Linked DNA regions of Bicyclus anynana: region 2 is linked to region 1. Evidence: chromatin contacts called from public Hi-C data. All regions are on one chromosome and are shown on one strand. The core of a region is the stretch at or near the end of the contact, and the rest is flanking DNA. Distances in the headings are between cores, read along the strand shown.

What was found. A called contact is a pair of places that touch in the nucleus more often than the background predicts.
Region 2: a contact with region 1 is called in a Hi-C map of whole larva, with 3 times the contacts expected there. The contact joins two enhancer-like sites. A contact is called at or near these places in 2 of 2 Hi-C or Micro-C datasets (whole body and whole larva).

The regions. Positions count from the first base shown.
Region 1 is chr1:3,493,857-3,497,995 of ilBicAnyn1.1, forward strand. All of the region lies in intron 1 of LOC112054560 (transcription factor Ken), which reads right to left. Among protein-coding and RNA genes, the nearest start is that of LOC112054561, 17 kb to the left of the region's middle. Within about 2 kb of position 1,930, at least 7 of the 8 cell types and tissues checked have open chromatin away from gene starts, as enhancers often do.
Region 2 is chr1:3,736,328-3,740,466 of ilBicAnyn1.1, forward strand. No RefSeq gene overlaps it. Among protein-coding and RNA genes, the nearest start is that of Trnav-aac, 32 kb to the right of the region's middle. Within about 2 kb of position 2,319, at least 7 of the 8 cell types and tissues checked have open chromatin away from gene starts, as enhancers often do.

The sequences.
Region 1 (4,139 bases), core at 680-3,179:
GTATACTATAACCTGCCCCGGAGTATGAAAAATAATTTTACCAAGTTTCCTTAAAATTCGTCTAGTAGTTTTTGTTTCTCTTCGAAAATTTTACTGTTGCATTTTCGGCATCAGTATCGATCACTAAATCATCCAGTGATAGTTATTTTGGAAATATTTCATGTACACAAATGACCTCTCTACATATTTTTTTATAAGCATAGAAGATAAGTTGTTAGCAGGTATGCAAACGTTTGTTTATAAATGTAAATCAGATGGTGCAATTAGCATACCATGCAAATGATTAACACTAATTAAACTGCATGCTAATGAATATCGTAAAGAAATCATTGCTAAACAAAGAACAATTTCTTTTAGGTATTATGGTCTCACAGATATCTACTATAAGATGTTGTTAGTTTTTAAATTCTATGCTGTCAGAAGTAAAACTTCTATTCTACTAGAATATATTCTAGTCAATCTATTTAATGGTAGCAGCTAACTTCGTTGTTTTAAAATAATTCAAATATAATTTTAGTTGATTCACTTTTCATATGTGTGTTTCTGGTAATTGTAGATACATTGAAGATGAAGACAAGACAACTCGAAAAATTTTAAAAATCCAATTTAATGTTATATGTATCAGAAAGTGTTTAAAATAATCCAAAATTTGGGTTGATTAGGAATGTGCGATCATCTTAATGTATGTTTCCACGCTTAATTTTTAGTTATTTGTGAATTGATTTGTCATTGACATTAACAAGACGTTGGAAAGGAAAATATGAATATTTGTGTAAATTATCGAGGCTCTTGTTTCAACACAATACCTACTCGAGAATCTAACTCTTCGAATGTTGTAGAAGCTTCTTTACCTTCTATCGTTATTATGTATCATACATAAATGTATGTACAACAGAAAAAAATACATTAATGAGTAACTTCTAATATAGTAAATTAACTCAATTATTGGCATTAAGTTCGTTTTTAATAAATAATAATTATTTTGAAAAAGTATTCGTTAATAATTCGTTTATGCGAATAACACGGCATGGAGGTCTGACTATACTAGTTCCTCACATCAAAGGTTAAATTAAAAAAAAAACATGTTAAATAAGTAAACAAGAGTCTAAAGTGGTTTCGTTTGAAGAGCCTTTTTCTTTAGTTGGTATATCTGTACCTATGATGGCTCTCTGGGGCCATGACAATGACACGTAAACTTGTTGCAAATAAATAATATTATTGGGCATTAACTTATAAAATATAATAGATAAGTAGTTGATTGATTTTGTATTTTTAAATACTTCGTTATAATTTGTACAACTTTGTGATATGAAAGAGATCAATAACCTTGACAGAAATGAGACTCAACTGTTGCGAATCTGAAAGATTTCACATGAAAACACCATGACATGTGGCATTTTCAGGGCGGCGCGTGCGCAGCGGAGCGCGACAGGCTCGCCTGCCTTTGTCCGTGTGAAACGAGACGTGTCGGTTACAAGTATGTATGTGCCTGTACAGGGTTGTTTTCTAGATTTTATATACACAATTAACAAAAAAAGATCTATGGCCTCCTTAAATGCTAAAATATAATCATATAAATTAATCATCATCATTAATTGTTATTTCGCATATTGATAATAATTTCTACAGTTTGTTTATCTCGCGTGCGATTAAAATAGGATGGAACCTTGTCAAACTAAACGCTGCGTAGTTTACTTTTGACAAGGTCCTATCCCTTAGTAATGGTCGTGGTCGTGGATTACAAAAAGAAGTGTCGGAAGGAAGAAATGCGCCTATACTTTAATTTATCTTAAATAAAATTTGAAATAAACGGAACTGTAGCTCAAATATTTTGTTTAGCTTCTGTAAATTTCATTAAACACAAATTACATTATACAATTTGGATACCCTGCTCTCTAGCGGAAAATTTCAAAATTACGCCGTCTTTCTACGTGGTAGTTCCCATCGTCACCGCTAGATGGCGAGACTAGTATCTATAGCAAATGTGCCGAGAGATAGTGTACAGGCGTAAAAAATATCGATGAAAGGAATGAAATTCAATTGCCTTCAGTGCTTTTTATTCGACCTTTTATATAGAAGGAGCCGCAGGGGCATGACCTTGCTGTTTCACTTTCACCGGTGCTTTAGTAAACAGAATTCCGGAAACATTTACATTTAGTTTCGTTTATATTAATAAATTAAACACCTTTCGCCTGTTACTATAATCGAATGAAGGTAATTTGGTAATGCGATAATATTTTTAAAGCAAAATAATTACTTTTACGTGTTACGTAAAAATATTTTGCTTTTTTGAAATTGAACTGTTTTTTTTTATTATTTTATTTACCTATCTATGTTTTTCACTTGAGAATTTTATCACTATTACTGCGATTCACCCGCGTAGTTCCCGTTTTCGTGAGAATACGACAAATAACATGGCTTTCTAGTGGTTAAAAGGATTTTTAAAAATCGGTTTAGTATATCCAGAGATTACACGTCCCCTACATTACCACAAACTGTATCTCTTTGTAATATTAGTACTACTACAGGTGATGATTATTACAATAATATTATTACATAAGTTACACATTCTTCTATGTCATCATATTACAAAATTACCAATACGATTTAAATAATTACCAATTTGATTGATGTTAACGAATTGGACTATTAGTTTCAAATTATGTTATTGTAGGTATACCTATCTATCTACACACGGATGAACAATCCAATGGATGGACGGAACAACGATTCCGAAAACGAAGTACTTGTCAAAGCATCCCCTTTTTTATTTGAAAAATGGCGAAATAAGTAATAGAAAAAAATGTAGGACTTTTTCAGAAAATATTAAGTCAGTCAGTGTTAATATGTAAAGTAATTGTAGCAATTCTATAAGAAAATGACGAAATAAAATCAATTTCTTCATTTCAATTTGCAATTGCGAAAAGTGGATAAAAATTAAATAAAATGGTTAATGTATATAATATAATAGTACAAATAATATGTATATAATATAATAGTATAAATAATATCATTAAAAATGCATGCACATCGAGCTCATAAAAGCGTGTTAAAAATAATATATTTGAAATAATTGCAGACCGCAAAAAGTTGATACAACCGAATGAAGAGATAAAAAATGGTTCAAGTTAATTAATGTAGGTAACCACCTTGAATCAACCTGGGAAATATTAAATATATTTTAAGTAAGTAAGTACTTACACAAAATTATAAAATTCATGCAAAATAACAGAGAAGAATGGACCGTAACTTTTAAGTTGCTTAATGTGAGAAAATTCTCTTATTAAGAATGAATAATAAATAGCAGGATAGTTACCGCCCGCGAATTTGCTCGTGTAAATTTTCCACTATATCGTAGAAGTGGTTTTAAATAAAGAAAAGTCGCATTATACTCAGGTTACTAAAAAAATGACCGGGACTGAAAATTTCTAAAAATAAAGAAAAGCTCAGAATTCTATATCCTGCATCGAAGACTCGAACCAAGGGCCTCGTGATTCGAAGCTACGCACTCGACCAACGAGACAGATTATAAAAACATTAACAGAGCAAAAATAATAAAAAATATGCAATAAGCATGGCTGGTTGGCTAATTACTTCTACTTGTAAAGCATGTAATAGAATCGATGATATAGTGAAATTAAACTACTACATTATCTTCATACACTACGTTCTATAGAGACAATAATGAGCACTTAATTACTATTCAATAGATCAAGTAGAAGCCAATAAACAATCAAATGTTTATACTAAAGTCAGAATGGAAATAGAAACAGAAATAAACAGGAAGTATACACTAGATACCGCTTATGTTAACAAGGGGCAATAAAAATGTCTCAATACAAGAATCAAGTGTAGAATTCAAGTCGGATCATAAAAGAAATACATTTGTTACATAATCCTACCCACACTAATTAAACACGTAGCGACCCACAATGGGCAAGACGCATTATTAGAGTTTAAGTTTAATGCACATTGTACTGTACCTAATATTATATCTTTTCACTTCTCTTGCTGAATAAAGTTAATATAGCTTATTAAAGTAGCAATGAAATTGCATTTGCTGCAAGGGAAAAAGTATTGTTTTTTTAGTTTTATCTGTTGCCAAAAAGCCTGCAAAATAAAAAAAAATAAATAGCCGA
Region 2 (4,139 bases), core at 1,069-3,568, 240 kb after region 1:
AAAAAAGCTTCCCTTTTGCCCGCCACCATTATCTTTTATTTTCAGGTCAAGAGTGAGTACTCAGGCTGCATCATCGCATAACATCGGGTGCGATTGCAGAGCGGAGGCACAAGTATAATAAAACAAAAAAAAATTATAATTGCTAAACAAAAGCTATTTACGATTAAGTAAAGCTCTAAGTATGATTTAAGAGTTATGACGTTTGGTAAAGTCTAGTCTAGTCTAGTCTAGACAAGTTGGCTGGTGTAAGCTCACTCCAAAAATTTTGCTGGATTTAAATAACCAAAAGGTATAAGGTAGTGTAAGTAATGTTTTAGGTAGGTACCTTAAAACCTTAGAGTATAGGATTCAAGAGATACCTACAACGTTTGTTAAGTCTAGCCTAGTCTTGACAAGTTCGCTGGAGTAGGCTCACTCCAAAAGTTTAGCTGGTCATCCAGGTCGCCAACAAAGTCTTGGGATATTAATAATTTATGTTATATAAGTACGTTGTTCCCTAACTGCTCGATTAAGGTTCGGATACAGAAGACGCATATTGTGAGGAGGTTCCTCACTCTGGAGCCCTGACCACCGGTTGATTGAGCACTTAAATTTCCCGCAGCGGGAGGGTTGATTTTTTTTTATATTTTTTTAAATAGTTAGTTTCTTATTATATTTTGTATTCTATTAATATTGTTAAAAATTTAAAAAACAGGACAATTAATAAATGTTGTTTTATAGTGTTTTTTTTTTCCAAAAGCAAGCCTTATGTAGGTACAACAGATACAATATAGAAGTCGTGCTGATACTGTGACAAAAGTAAGACTTCCAAAGGGTTTGTATCTATTTAGGCAAACTCAATCAAGTTGCGGAACAGTTTATAAGCTGCATGTGCATTGGGTTTTTTTAAGGAAATTCAGACTTTTATAGTCTGGCAAGTTCGTTGATGATGGGGTGTGTAATCGTGCGCGCGGGGCAGTGAGGTGCATTAGTCGTGGGTTTTTCATTCATCGCTACACGCCCCCGGCCCGCGCAGATAATCTGGAGTGTTACGAACGAAGTTGCCAAGTGTTAGACGACATAAAAAGAACCTTGAAATTACTATTAATCGTTACATTGAATTGTTTCTCATACAGTCGCAATGTTATTCTTTATCCATGTCAATAAGGAAAAGTTGTATAGTAGGTAATTATGTATAGCAATGTTGTTTACATATTTTAAAGGAAATTCGTACAACTTTTTATTTGCATTTATAGGTTTACTCCATAATAAAAATTGTTAGCATAAACGTTAAGAATGCAATTCAAGATTATGGGTACATCATTCTTTGAATTCGCGACATGCAAGATCCTTGTAAAGGAAACTGTACCTTTATAGAACTAAATAAATATAGAATACGAACCTGCCTTGTGTAATAAAATCTGTTGTTTTTGAAGGCGTGGTGGAATTACAAGAAGGAATCCTGTAAAAGCTGATTTTTTTACATTTCTCTTTATATGATCAGACTAGCGGACGCCCGCGACTTCGTCCGCGTGGAATTTAGTTTTTCACAGATCCCTCGGAAACCATGGATTTTTCCGGGGAAGTAATCTATGTGTTAATCCAGAGTAAAATCTATTCCCATTCCAAATTTCAGCTAAATGGCTTCAGTAGTAGCGGCGTTATAGAGCAACAAACATCCAAATATCCATACAAACTTTCGCGTTTATAATATTAAGTAGGATTATTCACTTACATCTGTAACTACTAATTTATTACGGAGGTAAAAAGTGTGTGGTGTTGTGGGTAATCTCTGAATCTACTAAACTGATTTTTAAAATTCAAGGCTTTAAGTATTTCTAAAAATTTAGAATTATTTAAATATGTATTTTTTAAATACACGAGGGACACGTCTATAGAATTTCTTTTAAATAAGTACATGTTGTCAAAAAAAATGTAAATGTTTTTGAATTAATTTTGGCGCGTCAACAAATCAAGAAGGCTTTAGACACCTTGTGGCACAAGAAATAACTAACTTTTTTTTAAGTGACATCTAGTGCCTATATGATAAACTACTTGCATAAAAGTTGAGCATGATAATTATAGTTATTTTCAAAACATTAAGACTAACGAATAGGTATTTGAGAATAGTAGTTCTAATAACTTTTATTTCATAAAATTAATTTTATAGTTGTTAGCTACATTGATAAAAGTTATAATTTCAAAATTTATAATATATAAATTTAATGTAAACGCCCTCTTTTGAGAGTTTCTAGCTACGTCTGAATAATGCACATGGTTCTACAGGCTTGCTGCTATTTCTCTACGCATCTTACAATGGTTATAACAGATGGCAGCACAAGTCGTTTGTATAAGACTTACGAAAGCGCCATCTCTTGAGAGTTATTTTAATTGGTTGGTATGAAAATGTGTTGACTGCAGAAATAATATTATTTTGACTGAAGGGCACATTATGGTCCCTGAGCCAGATACTGGTCGTTTGTTCGACCAAAACTTGAACCAATACTGACTGACTATCTTGTCTATTCTGCGTTACAGTGCCAGTGGTACTGATTAAGTTGTCTATTCTACCTAAGAATAGTCAGAGCTGCAGTTCTGATGGTGGATTGAGGAGTACTCTCTTTAACCAGAGATTTTATATTCGACCATTTCCTTCCGATTATAGTTATCATCATAAAACTTTAAATTAAAATTCGTTAAAATTCAACTGAATTTAAATAGTTTCAGTCAAAAGTATTAGGTAGGTAAACATTTTATATATCGTAAAAACAAATCTTGTTCCATTCTACGTAAAGTACGTTTGTGTAAGATAATTTGTTTTAGCTCAAGCAGCTCATAGCCGCAGATAGTGAATTAAAAGCCTTTGAAAGCCTCCACAAAGAAATGTTATTACGTTAAACCACTTTGTGCAAGCAACTAATATTGTACCACTCCGCGTCGACAAGATTTTAATAATATCTGCAAAAGTGCAAAGTTTCCTATCCCGGCACCGAACGTAAGATGTTAGCTATTCCTCAATTTTACTTGATGGACTTTTAAACTGCACCATCTTAATACCGGTTTTAAATTGCATATCTATATGCTAAGTGCCTAAACTAACAGCTAGGGAATTTTAAAAATCATCATTATTATTAACCCATATTTGGCTCACTGCTGAGCTCGAGACTTCTCTCAGAATAAGAGGGGATAGGTCAATAGTCCACCACGCTGGCCTATTGTGTCACTGTTTGAGACACGTGATATTTAATTTCTTAAAATGCACACAACTTAAAGTTGGAGGTGCATGCCCCGGACCGGATTTGAACCCACACCCTTCGGAAATGGAGGCAGAGGTCATATCCATTGAGCTATCACGGCTCTCTTTTAAAAATATTTCAATAGTATACCCACCGATGAAAAATGTAAGTACCTATTTCTTTTTTTCTTACACGAAAGATTGGAATAGGATGCGATGATTTTCACCACAACCTCTAAATTCCCTATTCACAGTTTTGGGTCATGCTGGATATGGCCCTCTTGCAAATAAAACGGTCTCGAGCCGCCAGCATCCAGCGGCTCCCTGCAACCCGCTTGATGTCCTCGGTCCACCTAGTTGGGGGTCGACCAACACTGCGCTTTCCGGTGTGGGGCCGCTATTCCAGCACCTTGGGACCCCAACGTCTATCGGCTTTTCGAACTATGTGGCCTGTCCATTGCCACTTCAGCTTCGCGACTCGCTGAGCGATCTCAGAGATCTGCGGATCTGATTCAAAATCTACTAACTATAAACTACCTCATTACCAAATTTCTTTTGACTTCGGTTTTTGAGATGATGACTTTTCGCTTACATATAATATTTAGATTTTACCTAGTCTCTAAACACATATTATGTATTGATTTTGAATGAACGCAAGACGTCTTTTCCAGGTACTTTCAGCCAACGACATACATTGTAACCACGGTACATATATTAGAAACTAGATGATCACTGTCATTCGCACGGCTCACGGAACTGACCGACGATTATATGAAAACTTGCACCCCGCTTAGCATTTTTTTTTATGCGCCGTTTTCATGAAATGTAAATGCAGTCTATACAATTTAGTGTGGTTGCTTTCAGCGTATCTTTCCCTTCTCATTCAATATACAAGCACAATTATAATAATACAGGTACAAGAAAT